Regions from separate parts of the Mus musculus genome. Here regions 2, 3, 4 and 5 are each linked to region 1. A link is a contact called in public HiChIP or PLAC-seq data. All regions are on one chromosome and are shown on one strand. Each heading gives the region's core, a stretch centred on a gene start, on an enhancer-like site or on the middle of the called end of the contact. The rest is flanking DNA. Distances are from core to core; before and after follow the strand shown.

What was found. HiChIP or PLAC-seq counts read pairs in DNA pulled down with a chosen protein or histone mark.
Region 2: an H3K4me3 HiChIP or PLAC-seq map of pro-B cells shows a contact between it and region 1, with 9 times the contacts expected there. The contact joins the enhancer-like site here to the promoter of Hspa13 in region 1. A contact is called at or near these places in 1 of 39 promoter capture datasets (the HPC-7 cell line), 9 of 484 Hi-C or Micro-C datasets (the G1E-ER4 cell line, the HPC-7 cell line, LSK cells and 5 more), 5 of 115 datasets of contacts at active chromatin or transcription factors (astrocytes, fibro-adipogenic progenitors, large pre-B cells and 2 more) and 3 of 9 other capture datasets (adipose tissue, embryonic stem cells and liver).
Region 3: an H3K4me3 HiChIP or PLAC-seq map of bone marrow-derived macrophages shows a contact between it and region 1, with 6 times the contacts expected there. The contact joins the enhancer-like site here to the promoter of Hspa13 in region 1. A contact is called at or near these places in 2 of 484 Hi-C or Micro-C datasets (bone marrow-derived macrophages and embryonic fibroblasts), 5 of 115 datasets of contacts at active chromatin or transcription factors (astrocytes, bone marrow-derived macrophages, cardiomyocytes and 1 more) and 1 of 9 other capture datasets (adipose tissue).
Region 4: an H3K4me3 HiChIP or PLAC-seq map of stem cell-derived neural progenitor cells shows a contact between it and region 1, with 4 times the contacts expected there. The contact joins the enhancer-like site here to the promoter of Hspa13 in region 1. A contact is called at or near these places in 3 of 484 Hi-C or Micro-C datasets (the Ba/F3 cell line, CD4 T cells and liver), 7 of 115 datasets of contacts at active chromatin or transcription factors (acute myeloid leukemia, astrocytes, bone marrow-derived macrophages and 3 more) and 3 of 9 other capture datasets (adipose tissue, embryonic stem cells and liver).
Region 5: an H3K27ac HiChIP or PLAC-seq map of thymic regulatory T cells shows a contact between it and region 1, with 7 times the contacts expected there. The contact joins the enhancer-like site here to the promoter of Hspa13 in region 1. A contact is called at or near these places in 8 of 39 promoter capture datasets (the 3T3-L1 cell line, 3T3-L1-derived adipocytes, the HPC-7 cell line and 5 more), 2 of 15 datasets of contacts at CTCF or cohesin (large pre-B cells and pro-B cells), 45 of 484 Hi-C or Micro-C datasets (the AML12 cell line, B cells, the Ba/F3 cell line and 33 more), 18 of 115 datasets of contacts at active chromatin or transcription factors (the NIH/3T3 cell line, bone marrow-derived dendritic cells, bone marrow-derived macrophages and 14 more) and 4 of 9 other capture datasets (adipose tissue, embryonic stem cells, liver and 1 more).

The regions. Positions count from the first base shown.
Region 1 is chr16:75,765,371-75,768,182 of GRCm38.p6, forward strand. It overlaps Hspa13 (heat shock protein 70 family, member 13), which reads right to left and starts at 1,448. Exons shown (of 5, transcript NM_030201.3): 1 at 1,365-1,448. The coding sequence starts at 1,389.
Region 2 is chr16:76,679,060-76,681,871 of GRCm38.p6, forward strand. No RefSeq gene overlaps it. Among named protein-coding and RNA genes, the nearest start is that of Gm30790, 99 kb to the right of the region's middle. Within about 2 kb of position 1,357, at least 120 of the 459 cell types and tissues checked have an H3K27ac peak or open chromatin away from gene starts, as enhancers often do. A contact at or near this core is called in the HPC-7 cell line, LSK cells, the P5424 cell line and 3 more, where this site is marked.
Region 3 is chr16:76,602,775-76,605,586 of GRCm38.p6, forward strand. No RefSeq gene overlaps it. Among named protein-coding and RNA genes, the nearest start is that of Gm30726, 55 kb to the left of the region's middle. Within about 2 kb of position 1,402, at least 33 of the 459 cell types and tissues checked have an H3K27ac peak or open chromatin away from gene starts, as enhancers often do. A contact at or near this core is called in bone marrow-derived macrophages, where this site is marked.
Region 4 is chr16:76,538,478-76,541,289 of GRCm38.p6, forward strand. No RefSeq gene overlaps it. Among named protein-coding and RNA genes, the nearest start is that of Gm30726, 8.9 kb to the right of the region's middle. Within about 2 kb of position 1,439, at least 113 of the 459 cell types and tissues checked have an H3K27ac peak or open chromatin away from gene starts, as enhancers often do. A contact at or near this core is called in the Ba/F3 cell line and stem cell-derived neural progenitor cells, where this site is marked.
Region 5 is chr16:76,353,076-76,355,887 of GRCm38.p6, forward strand. All of the region lies in intron 1 of Nrip1 (nuclear receptor interacting protein 1), which reads right to left. Among named protein-coding and RNA genes, the nearest start is that of Nrip1, 19 kb to the right of the region's middle. Within about 2 kb of position 1,421, at least 45 of the 459 cell types and tissues checked have an H3K27ac peak or open chromatin away from gene starts, as enhancers often do. A contact at or near this core is called in CD8 T cells, DN3 thymocytes, the HPC-7 cell line and 7 more, where this site is marked.

The DNA of each region.
Region 1 (2,812 bases), core at 198-2,697:
CAAAACATAAAATATTTCACTTTATAGGATTATTAGCTACTTCTTTTGGACATCAAGTTTTTAACATTCCATCGGGGTACAATTAAAAACAAAGGAGAAAAAAAAAACCCTCAAAAACCAAAAGCCCTCACAAATGTATTTTTGTATAATCCGTTACATGATAATAAAGGAATAAAATGTAAAGATATTTAAATAACCATTATGCTGTTGTTGAATGAAAATATCACAAATGTGAAACTAAAGCTAAATACAATCCAGTTTTCTTGGATTATTGCTATTTAGATTGATAGCTTCATAAACAGTTTTTACCTGTTATTACTAAAATGAAATGCCATTATGAAATTCCCACAGAGACAGCTTTGGTATGTAAGTCTAACCTGTTTGGTTATCGTCTTTACCCATTCAAAAGGATAAAATACGTAAGTTGGATATGTTGATCTGAAAACTGCTTAGGCACTACTGTTACCTCATAGAGTCCAGAAGAGATTTTGCATATATAAGCATTCATTAAGGATATACTTTTCAAAATAGATATTAGGGAAGAAGTATGCAAGTGCTAACCCTGATAGCAACAATATGTAAACTTCCCGAAGGCAAGTTCTAGTCACCATTGAATAGTACGGCCCATGAAGAGCAGAGGCTCAGCAAATATTTAAGGGAAAAGATCATATAGAAACATCAGGCATATTGTACACAAAAGCGAATAAGAACATCACTTTGAGTTTAGAATTAATATCTGATTTGGTTTCACTAGTCTGCGTAATACACCTGTCCCCACTCAAACCCATAATGTCACTCGGTAGTGCTGTTGGTAATTGCTAGCTCCTTCAAATCAACGCCTGGCACATCATAGCAGACCAAGAACCTATCCACTTGTCTCTTCCCACCTACAGACAAATCTCAAAAGCATCTCAGCGTTTGGCAAGGGAATGTTGATTCCCAATCGGTATGTTCAAAAGAGAATCCATCTAAGAATGCACAGGGACTTGAATCCCTCCCAATTCCGCATCCCGAGTGAAGCCAAGAGTCTTCAATCTCGAGATCCCCTTCTTATTCACAGTGGGTTCTCGCACAGAGAACCGATTTCGGCTACCCATTCAAGACCGAGGTCGTTAGCATTCCTAGGCCCTCGTCTCTCAGACCTGTGGCTGGTGGCACGACCCCAAGAGGCCTCCGGCAAGTCAGACCCCCGACTCCAGACGCCCCGCCCCCACCAGCTCCAAACAGCCTTAGCCCCCTTTTCAGGCTCCCTTCGGCTGCGTGACCTGTGATTCAGAGAGTGAGACAACCAACCCTTGCCCACCCAGACCTCGTCGAACTTCCCCGTCGACTTCCATAGTTGCAGGGACCCCTGAGATACTGACCTAAGATCGTCATCTCTCCGGCCATCAGTCCCGCCGAACAGGCAGAAGGATGACTGTACCGATGGGAGGCACCGCCCCCTAGTCGCCGGCTGTCGCGCAGCCTCCTGGGAAATGTAGTCCGTCGGCTCCGAATTAGCCGGAGGAACTACGATTTCCACCACAGCAATGACTCCATCTACCATGAGGCCGCGGGGCGGATTTTACTCAGGCCAGTGAGGGAAGACTCGGCCTCCCCACGCACGAAGGCCCAACAAACCAGGCTTTGTTGTGGGAGCAGCGTCTGGGAAAGGCCAGAGTTTGTCATTCATCAAACCCAAAACGCTGCGAGCTTACTCGCGGTTAAAAAAAAAAAAAAAAAAAAAAAAAAAAAGTCCCTGTAGCCCCGCCTCACCGCGTTGTATTGTGGGAACTGCAGTTCTGGACTGTCCAGAGCTTGGAAGGCATAAAGAGGATAAAACCAATTAAGATTCCGAGGTGGGTTGCGTTGCCAGGCAGGCGGGGAATTCAAACTTCCGGTTTTTTTGTTTGTTTGTTTTTGTTTTTTGTTTCGTTTTGTTGTTCAGCCTCTTTTTTAAGGTTTATGCGTCTTTGGTCGAAATCAAGATTCTAGATAGACTTCTCCTAAGCCCTCCGAAGTCCCCTTAGCATTCCACAGTGGGGCAGTCCTACCGGAGACCCCACCTCTGGTGTACCTGTTCGTTGCTTTGCAAATATCCTTGCAGTCATTAAATGCAATGCCAGCCCGATGCTGTTGGCAGTAAATTATTTCACGGGCTCGTCAGGAATGAAGTTTGTCCAGGACCGCATGGTTTATCCAAGATATTTTCAAATCTAATATTAACATTCACATATGCTATTACCAACTAATATGGAAAGATACATTCTACTTTTCGTTTTAATTATGTCATAAATGGCCAGAATTGTCTTCCTGGACAGGTCCGTCCTTTCACGTGTTGACTATCCGATCACTTTTCCCCTGGCGCCATAAGACACGTTAGCAAAGCAATTTGAAGAAGACAAGATTTATTTTGGCTCAAAGTTCAATGGTACAGTTCCTCATAGCAAGGAAGTCACGGAGGCAAGACCTTTTAACCAGCTGTCCCCATTGCACCCAGTCAGGAAGCAGAGACAGGAAACGAAGGCATCTCTCTCTCTCTCTCTCTCTCTCTCTCTCTCTCTCTCTAATTCAGCCTTGAACCTGCTGGATGTCGGAATAGCAGTGCTCATAGTTAGGCGAAGTCTTTTCGCCTCAATTAATCAGGTCAGAAACGCCCTCATATACATACCCGGAAGTTTACTTCCATGATGATTCTGAATCCCAGCAAGACGAAAAGATTAACCACAATTATTGAGGGGGAGGATACAGGTGGTTTTTAGTATATAAAACATGATGTTTTCCCCTCACTGTTTAATATTTGATACGACTTAAGGACTCCTGGACGTGACTT
Region 2 (2,812 bases), core at 107-2,606, 910 kb after region 1:
AGCATGGTTTGTGTGGTTTCAAACTATAGTTTGTGGCCAGTTGTTATAGCAACAATGGAAAAACATTATGAATGGCAATATGAATTATCATTACCTTTTTAAATGATCATTTGAGTTAAGAAAGCAAAACGGATGAATATGTCTATTTTAAGTAAGAAGCCATTTCCTTCCCTTACATTCAACCCTAGAGATGTATCTAAAGCAGTAGTTCTCAACCTGTGGGTCGAGACTCTTTTGGCAAACTTCTATCTTCAAAATATTTACACGATGACTTATCACAGTAGCAGAATTATGAAGTGGCAATGAAAATAATCTTATCATTGGAGGGCACCACATCACGGGGAACTGTATTAAAGGTCTCAGCATTAGGGTTATTGGGAACCACTACCAGGTTCTCATTTCTTACTGCAACATCCTCAGGTCTTAAGAGGGTCCCTTGTTGCAGGTGAAGGAAGGGAACCTCAGAGAGATGGGGCACACACAAAACAATCAAAACCATCAACATTAAAATCACTTTTCTGTGCCCCCAGCATATGACCCTTGACCTCTTTCCAAGTATCCCTTGCCCACATATGCTTATGAAATCCAAGTAAAATTGAGAAGCAAATAACGACATAGTTTCCTTCTGGATACCGGAGCTCCTGTCTGTCCATGTACACACACCCATTTCCTAAGTGCATGGTTATATTACCGCAGCAAAGATGTAAACTGATACAGTCTAATTCGAGTGAATTGTTCACTTGGTAAACCTCCCTGGATTTTTTTTCAGTTACAGGTTGGACATTGGCTTCAAATTATTTTCTTGTATCATAACCTTGCCAAGGTCAGAGGTTGGTAGTTCTTTCTCCTGGATCTTGGGGTCCCATTTGCTCAGCCTCGAAACTCTACCTTCTCTCATTTCCCTCCTTTGCCCGGTTACTCTTTATTATGCAGGATCTGGTAAATGCCTCGATGTCAGTTAGGGCTCTCAAATTCACATGCAGTTAGCTGCAGCAGAACTTGCCTTGCTTTTGTGGAAGGAAGCCCAGCTTGTTTCCATTAAATTATAATCGCCATATTTAGGAGATGTCTGAGGCGTTGCGAGGCTCAGCCCAAGCTGGGTGGTATCCTTGGTGGCGGGGGTGTGCGTTTCATTCCGGGCGAAAGAGCACAGAGCTTGTTTATTTCCTGTATTTGCACAGTATGAAGAAGTTCAGTGAAGCAAGTAGTTGGGGTTGAGGTATTTGATGGAGAGGAAAGAAGAATATTTGTTTGTTTGGGCTAGGAGGCAAGTTCAAAGATGGGGACTTTTGTTCTCTGAACCCATAGCGAGCAGCTCCGGTTTCATGTCAAACATCAGGGTTTCGTGCAGGATGTAAATACTTCCTGCTGGCCAAGTCTGTTTCTATAATGGTAACCCGGTAGAGCCTGTGCTACTTGCACTGTGATTGTGCCAAGAGTTCCTGTATTCAACAAGGGAGGTGGAAAGTCAGTCTGGTTTCGCAGCTGTTTTGGGTAAAAACTGGCTCTCCTAGCAGCCCGAGAAACTCACAGTTTTGCTCCTAAGCAAACCATTCATCAGTGGCTTTCACTGCACAGCAACAGCGGTAAGGCTGTCTGGAATATAGTGTGGAAAAATTTGCCTCTGCGCATGTGTGCGTCCTGCTGGGTGTGTGTGGGTGGGATGGGGAGGGGTGGAACTGGAGAACTATAGCTCAGGACCTTCTTTTCCAGCGGGCTACTGATAAATGTAGGTCATTACTGGGTTTCACTTCCTGATTTGTTCGGCACAAGGCAAGGTGCAAATGAACAGAGCTGAAGGTTTCAGCAGTGAATCTTAGTTCCCGGATGGCTTACTGTAACTTCAAAGATGGCTTATCTTCATTTTGATTAATCTCAATATGGCTACGGTTCCTTCGGTTTGCATCCCCATCCCCCATCTCCATGTCAAGTATTTTTTGATTCATAAACAAATGCTTAGGTGTGAAGGGAAGAAGAGAAGAGACTTAAAGCATTCCTGTGGCAAAGAGAAAAATCGCTGTAAGATGTGGGGAGCCCCCGTGAATGGATCTAATTATAGAATGGCTCTCCTACCTCATCTACTCCTGCGCTGGGGGCTCCCTGACTTCCCCCCACAGTTTTCCCAATGTGCGTTCCAACAGATAGTATAGCCGTCTTTGATAAACCCAGTTTAGAGCAGGCACTGTGATCTAGATCACAAAGTTGACATAGGGAATTATGTTCTTTCCTTTGATAAAGAGTTGCCAGAAATGGCAGAAGAGACGTAAGCGATTTTCAAAGTACTTGAAAGAGAGGACATCCCACGGGCTTCCTGATTAATAAGGTGTGCTGTGCACATCTCCCCTCAAAGGAGAGATTTAAAAGGAGAATTGGGTACAGACATCACAAATAGTTTAGAGACGATAAAATTCTAAAGGCAGCCAAAGCTGTAATTTTTTAAAAAACATAACGGAAAATACCAACAGAAATGAGAAAAGCTTCAATTTCTCCCCCTCAGCATAAATTGTCCATATGCTTTGTGTTTTTAGAAGACCATGAATGGAGAGTTTCAGGTGCAGGAGGCTTCCTGGAAAAGCCAACCATTTGCTCTCTGATACAGCACTCTGTCTCCACCAAAGGCATGTCATTGCCATGCAAATGAAGACTCACAGGATTTTCTTTTCTCTCTCTCTTTTTTTAAATAAGACAGAAAAAAGAACAAAAATTTCCATCCATGACTACTTTTCAAATGGCAGTTGCTCAACATTCATTGCTGTTATTGGTGATGATCAGTCCTTTGACCCACAGTATATAGTTTTCTTGTTTATGAGTA
Region 3 (2,812 bases), core at 152-2,651, 840 kb after region 1:
GAAGAAGAAGAAGAAGAAGAAGAAGAAGAAGAAGAAGAAGAAGAAGAAGAAGAAGAAGAAGAAGAAGAAGATTGTAAATTAAAGACTGATTGTCTTTCAGAGTGTTAAAAGGAACTAGGGTAATTGCAAGCCCCAAAGAAAATGCCACACACATCCTCAAGGATTTAACAATGTAAACAATCCAGCTAGAGGTGAGCAAACAAAGTGTAGGATCCTGGAGTGGAAAGGCAGAAAAGGAAATTAATCTCTGCACCATACGGTACCAAGGTGTAGAACTAAGTTCTCCATCTAGCTCTTGGGCAGATGTTGTCAGGGGAAGATGATTCCTGGTTGTTGAGTGACAAGCTGGAGGGAAGGGGCTTGCTTGACAAGAGACTTCTAAGGAATTTAGGGCCCAGAGGTATCTTGGTTCCTAAAAATGCTACCATGACAAGGATCTTAACAGCTTTCTGTCTTTCTTTTTCTATCTGTCATTTTTTTCCCTCATATGCTCCCTGAATTTTAAAAACAGAGGAACAAGAAAATCCAGTTAGTACCAAGTTCTACATCCATTATCCAAGCAAAAGGCCACAGAATCAAATCTATCGGTACTGTTTATGTTTGCCAAATGAACCATTTGAAATATTAAAATGACATCAATACAGGTTTCTGGAGGAGCTCACTGACATCAACAGCCCTGCCAAAAGTGAATTGCAAACTTCTGAACATTTGTCATATTTAGAAAGCTCTATTTTTTTTTCCTCCAGTTCTTTTCTTCAGAGCTGGAGAAAGAAAACATGAACTGCTCTGGTGATAGGCAGAAGGAAACAAAAATATCACCAAAGCTTATCACAGGCTTCAACATTGCTGTGTGTGCTTTACACATTGTCTTGTTTGCTAAGTGTGTGATATATGTGAAGTGTGTTAGACATGTAAAAGATAACATTATGTGGTTTATAGGCATCTAGGGCTTCTGGGATGAACAGGGCACCTGTAATGATTTTTCTGGTTTACTTACAAATTGTAGGAATTAAAAGTCCTTTGGAAACCAATTGCCTTCGAGAGAGGTGTGCTATGTCTTCTAGGCTCTCCCCTTTTTGACTCATACACTTTGCTAGAAATTTAGATAGCTTTAGTTATAAGCCTTGGGAAAGAGGAAGTGACTTATTGGAACTTTTTTCTTACGGTCTCTTGCGGATTTGGTTTATTGCTTGAATCCTGCTATTTGGTAATTGCAGTAGAATCCTGCATGTGAGGCGCTGAGGGTCCCTGACCTTAGCTGGTTCTGGTTGGTAAACAAAGCTGCCAGCAGCTAATGGCTGGGCAACGACAGAGGCGGGACTTTGGGGTTTCCAACCAAGGGGACTGAAGAAAAAGAAGAATCACCGTGCTAGGGGAGCAATAAGACTGAGGCTTGATTGCTGCAGAAGTGAAACTACAGCTAAGATGGTCTTGTGATTACATTGTGAGGGAAAATGGTAAGTCATACAATAGACACAGCATGGGTTTCACTTAAGAAATGTCCAAGTCAAAAGTTAGTGAGAGGTTATAGACACACGTCCTGTTCTGTCAGCGTTGTTCTCAGAAGCTTGTGGATACCTGGAAGTGTGGCTTTTCCAGAGAGCGTCCCTAGGTTTTTCTAAAGGCAGAGGCCTGGGTATTTGAGTAACTTAGTTAGGAATGTGCTATAATGGGAGCAGATTAAGGAACAGCGCCCCCCCCCCCCCCCAAAGCCATACAGGAAAGGAAAAACAGTGATATTGAATGAATTATCTGCTTGGCCATTTATCCTATAGAACACAGAGTTTTGTGACACACACATAATTATCATTTGCTCAAAATATGAGCAACCACATATTGACTTTTCTCCTAACGATTAAGGATGTCCCATTGGGCCTTAATTTGCCATGAGATTTTTAACACTTCATTTTATGTAAAAGAAACCCTGCTATCAGATGAAAAATCCTGTATCCCAAGCCTGAGGAGAGGCACCTCGAGATTGTCTTTATAGGAATCTGATCAACTCTCATCACTGAAACAACGAATACTCTCTGGGTAGGCTTACGACATCCCAGTATTCCATGAAGCAGAACAATTACTATTTGGGACTCAGTCATTAATAACTTTCCTAGCAGCTGTTAGAGAAGTCAGTTCCTGAAGACCTTGGGAGCACATAGAAAGTTACAATATCCTTTGGGTGAAAGGAACCAGGCACACCAAGGGGATCTGGGTTTCCCAAGCAGCTGCAGGGAAGTGGGATTCCAACACTGCCTGCTCATTATCAGGTTGTGAAGAAAAACCACTTGAGGTCTCATTTACAACTCCCGACTTTCTCTCTCTCCATTGCAGGTCTACACAGTGTGCAAATTCTTCTAATAAAAATGTTAAGCCCAAACAGGTCCCCAGAGCTTAGCACGAATGACTCCATGCTAGAGGCACCATTTTGACCTTAAAACCCAGAGCATAGGCCCCAACATCTGCCAAAATGGGAACAAAGACCTAATCCATCAAAGGCCTGGTCCGTAGTTCCAGGAAAGACCTTAAATGCACTAACATGGTTTTTTGGCTTCTGTAGCTCAGCTTCTTGCTAACTGAAGTGTGACAACCAGGATTTGGGTTCTGTGCGTAAAAGACAAAGGGCTGTAAGACTTGGGGCTGTAAGATCTGGGAAAGTTCCCTGTGCAGATGCCAGCTGGCAATAAAACATTTTTCTGGCTTTTAGAGTATCCATGTGGTGGTATCAGGTGGTTGCAACATTCTGGAGGTGCCAGTGAGGTGCCCAGGACTAAGATGCTGGGACACCAGGGGTCTTTGATCCTCTCTGAGATGATAG
Region 4 (2,812 bases), core at 189-2,688, 770 kb after region 1:
GTTTCTTGTGGTCTGATTTACGGGCTTTTAAAAAATCAACCCGGGACATGTAGTTTATTAGTGTGCTTGACAGAACAGAATCTTAGCAGGTAGTGACATGGGCACGTGGCATGTGTTTTGAAAACCCAGTCTACTTTAGGATTCAGACTCTGAAGATATTTGTTCAGAGGCCTTTGCGTCTTCAAGTACAAGGTACCTGAGCCAGAAACAGCCAAATCGGGCTGATGTACAGTTGTTAGGTAGACTTTTCGTGTTTATCAGTTGTGATAAAAAATACAGGGGCCATGTCCTTCAAGTAATTTTGACCTTCAATCCCCCCTCAGCTCCTTGTCGGGTTTATAACTGGGTTGTGTTCCTTCAGACCAAACAGTGGGTATAATGTTCAATTTAACAGAGTTGGGAGCAAGATGCTTATCTCTTCTGCATTTCCAACCACGCATGCTCGTTCCAAGAACAAAGTACAGAATGTTTTACAGTATTGGATCACACAAACCTTTTCGTCTTGTTTGCTTCCTTAGCCTACCATAAAATGCGACCTTCTTGCCTTTTAGTCCACAAAGTAACAATGGAACTGGTACCAGCACCTTGATAGAATAATGTGTCTTTGAGTTAAAGCTGATAATAATGCCCGCTATGTGCTTGAGCCAACTACCTCTTTTTGTAACATGTAAGAGTCTTCAGGATTTGACTTCTCTCAATTGTTATAGGAGTTGTTTATAAATTTCCAGTCTATGATTGTTAAGGTTCATTATACAAATCAATTGTCTACATGGCTAAGGGATGCAGTTAAGAATTCGGATGCCTATTCTCAGTTTATGAATAACATCATTCTTTTACGAACAGTACTTTTCGACACATGGGGGTTGATTGAAGTGATTGTTCAGGTTTCAGGTTTTGAAATGAATAAGAATGGCTGTGTAACAACACACCAAAAATGGCAGGAAATAGCCTCTTAACCTATCTGTGGCACATCATACATGACTTCTTGGTTGGCAATCAGAGTAGTAATATGTAAACAATTCAAGGAACGGGAACTACCAAAATCAGAAAGGTAAACAGAAGCGGTAGACTAGAACTCCATAGGTGTATGCGAAGGGCCGACGGAACTCTAACATAAGTCACATTTTACTAAATCTGTAAGGACAGATGTCATAGCAGTTGCTGGAAATCTTTCTGTGGTTTCCAGGATGCCAGGATGTGTTTGCATCCATTTTTTCCCCCCAAGCACCTACAGTATTGTGCAATCTCTCGTCAGCAATGACTAACTTCTATCTATTAGGCTGCGTCTTGAGGCTGACTCAGGTCCAGTTCTCCTGAAAGGGTTTCAACGGAGAGGCATGTGGAAATCATATGCAAAGAGGTTTCTCCAGGCAGGACAGAGCAGAGCCTCAGGAAGGTCACAAAGGTCAAGCTGATTACCTCCCCCAGCTCTGGCAAGCTCAGGGCTCAGCTGGGTTACCCAAGTTCACAAGGAGCTATTGACATTCAGCAGCTCGGCTCTCTCTCTCATTACCAGATCAGCAGGGAACTGTCTGGGCCTCCGGTTAACTCTTCGGTGTCCTGGTTCAAGATTTCTGCAAGGCCTGAGCCAGAAACCGGTAGCTCAGTCTCTTCATGATTGCTGTTCAAGAAGTGACCCTTTACATCACTGTCTGACTCAGTTTTCTAGGTGGAAACAGTCCACATCATCGTTTCAAAGGCGCTAGATAAAACACGAGTAAATACATTTGTTTCATGTTTATTCATGCTGCTGTCTAAGTTTATTTCTAAAATGAAAGTCCAGGGAAATATTTAATCTTCCCACTAATAAAACAACAACAACAACAACAACAACAAACAGGTCCTACTTAGTCCTGAATAAATTAAGTCACTTTTGTTGTTGTGTTTGTTTGTTTGTTTGTTTGTTTTTCTATCCTCTTCTTTTTAAAAAATAGCAGTCTTGCCATTCCTTGTCATTTAGAGGTGTGTGTTTGCTCGTTAGCTAAGTTCGTTAGCTAGACAGGAAGTCCAGGCTCAGGGAGGAACAGTATCCAGTGTGAGGTCACAGACACAGGTATTTGTGCAGTAAGCCTGTTGCTTCAGGCTTCCCTTTCCTGCTGACATATTAGGATCTTCTAGAAGTGACTTAACCTGTCTGCCTCCATAACAGTTTTTTTTTTTTTTTTTTTTTTTTTTTTTTGTAAATTGAGAATAATATTTGATGAGTCCACAAAGCTCGTCGCTATGGTAGCGACCCGAGGGCTGACTCACTGTTAAATCTCAGAGACACTATAGTTTAACTGTAATTGCAAGTCTGCCCCTGTTTAGTATTCAACTGACCCCAGAGTACAAATTAGGCCTAATCCTCTCTTCTCTTATGCTTTGACAAACGAGGGCGTGAACTGTTCACAAGTTAGGCCAACTTCTCTTTAGCTCCTGTGTGTGTGTGTATTCATGTATCATTTTATATTTAATATATTAAAGTGTTAAGTATTAAAGTATAATATAACATTTAAGGGCTGAGGACTTGTGCGACAAAGCCTTACCCTTAAAGGAACTTAAGTGTTTTTCCAGAAGATAAGGGAGTTATGAGTAATATGGTCAATTCTGAAAATCCAAATGTTTAATTCAGAGCCCTCTTGGACTTTGGAGTTGTTACCCACTTTAATTTCCAGCTCTGTTCAGTGACTAAGCTAACTGCCAAAAGCAAAGACGACTCATAAAGACTCTCTCTTGTGACTTTGATCACAAAGGCAAACAGAAAGCCTCTGATCTACCTGGTTGGACAAACCGGCCATTCTCCTTATTAGGTCTTCAGATCAGTGCCAGTGGA
Region 5 (2,812 bases), core at 171-2,670, 590 kb after region 1:
CTATCTTGGGAAGCAGACGGCCCAAAGGCTACAAAGGATATTCCTGGCTGAAAGATACATTTGGCCAGCAGAGACATGGCCTCCACTGTACAGGCATGGGCTTTTAATGGTTATGCTGATCAATGGGCCAACGGTGCAGTCAACCAGTGATTGGGAAGGTATGATAGACACACCTTGATCTTACTACATCTTTGTTCTACTGGACTCAAGAGTTTACATAGTTGGCCTCTTCAGTGTCTAATCCATAACTTAGGATACGTTTTCCAGGATCATAACATTACAAAAAAAATCTATAAACCAAAATACGAACCTAATACGAAGCTAGTTCACCTTCATTTTACTTGGAGCTTTCAGTCTCTTTATACAGAGGCCAGATTTCTTGGTGTGGTGCCTCCCCCCCCCCCCCCGCCCATGCTAGCTAAACAGGCTTATAACACTCCATCTCTCAGTAATGTTGTGTCTACTTATTGTTGTTCTCATTGTGACTGGGAGTCACTCATTTTTCTTTTACGGGCCCCAAGTATCTGTCATGTCTGTTGCAAGAGCATCTAGCTGACTCTCAGTAAAGAGCTGTTAAGTAAACAGGAGCCTTAAATCCTGAATCGATGAGTACAACCTACTTTGGAAAAAAATCACAAAAGGAGAGTGAATGGTACTTATTTTTCTCTTAATTGCTTTATATCCACACAGTCACACTTTCAGCCCTTTCTCCATACAGCCTCCAGGGTCTACTTTGGAGCTCTGTCTATCCCACAGACGATAGGCCTACCCGTGTAGTGGGACTGTCTTTCCTACAGTTTAAATGTCCCGTGTCACCTGCCTGGTAACCAACACTGCACAAGTCTTCTAAGGACATACATTAGCAAGCCCAGAGCCACCTCCCATCAGCAGCCAAGTTGTCAGCTTAGCTGTGCTCGTCATTACACCTAGAATTGTAACTGAGTAAGATGTCCCAATCCAAGGCTTTACAAGTAGACAAAAGACATCTCCTTGAAAGTGTTGTTTATTCCAGAGAATAATCAAGCAAACAAAAAACTAACAAAAAGGAAAAAAAAATGAAGAAGACATTCAGATAATTAGAGGGGAAAAACATTAGGATTTTTTCAATTATGACATTTTTTTTTCAATCAGCTTAATAAAAACATCCCTGTATCATTTTATGTAATACAATTTAACCTTATTCTGACCTTCCTCATGAGACAAACAAGCCTCTGCATCCAGTAAGGTTCCGTCTGAACTATGGACGTTGATAAGCAATACCTTAATTGCATTCATTTACATGACTTTGAAACTATTCTGGGCTGAAGTCATGACTGCAAGGTCACAGAACACAGAAAAGCAGGACGTGTACCTAGGAGAAAAGATCCACTGACAAGGACAGGAAGCACCCCCTTCACCCCGAGTTAGGAGACATCAAAGGAGTGATGCAATCAACAGGTGCACGCACCCATGCATGCCGGCACATCTGTGCACGCACACTCAGGCCCACTTTACAATCACATACAGAACAATAAGAATATGTTTGAATAAGTCCATCACATACTCTTGGCTCTCATATCTGCCTAAAACTGGGGTAAAGAGGCATTCCATATCCTTTAGCAGCATTAAAAAAAACCCAAAACACATGATAGAGCTAGTATTTTCTACCATCACACAACGATTTCTAGAAACTAATATATGTGTACGTATATACAGTTATAAATAAAGGATGTTATGTATATTAAAATTCTAACTCTGTAATGTATACAGCACCCTTTGTTTATAATTGTTTCCCTAGTTGACCCATATATAACACAACAACCTTACATAAGGGTCAAGGAAACTTATGGAGGAAGGGAGCACAAAGATAATAAAAGCCAGAGAACAGGAAGTCCTCTACGAGATTGTATCTGGCAAAAATGACTGGGAGGCATCACCCACGAATCCTCAACAATATGGCTGCATAAACAAGGTCTGGGCAATGACACCACCAATCAACATGCAAGCATGGGGGAGGGGACTAGAGGATCTTACTGGTCCCCACCCATAGACACACAACTACAGATAACTACAACTAAGAAGCTAAGCAGGAGAGAATGGAGAAATAGTCTTCTCACCAGTATAGCAAAGGGATTCGACTGGGCAGGTTGTTTTTTATGTATCTTTTGCATTTATTTACCTATTTAAAGATAACTACTAGAGAAAAGCAGGCCATGAATTTGAATGGGGTGGGGGCTGGAAAAGGGAGGGGGAATTGATGTAGTTGTATTTTAATTAAGATTTTCTTTCCTCCTTAAAAAAAAAAGATCTATGAGGGTAAGGTGGTAGCTCGGTGGTGGAGTGCTTACATAACATGCACAAGATCTTTCCATCTCCAGATTAAAAAGAAAAAGCCATGAGTTTCTGTTTCATTTTTAATAAGTGGAACAAGCATATGTTCCACTAACTGACTAGAAGACCGCACTTCCAATGTCTCGGGTCCAGTCATACTGCATTAATAAAAGAAAGGAAATACCATAGGTTGAAAGAAATCCACTACCATAAATGACAGGGCACAAGGAGTACTCTTCAAACGCCAAAACGTATCAAGATACACTGAAACAACAACCCTATAAAACAGTTCCTCTACCATAATAAAATGCAAGTCTAAAATAAATTAGATACCACAACACTTTAATTCACCTAAAGAAAGGAAAGTAAACTACACAGATGGGCTGTAAAATACGAATAGATAGATAGATAGATAGATAGATAGATAGATAGATAGATAGGTATATATAGATATATTAGATTCTTTTATTATCTATAGATATAATATATATTATATAGCTAA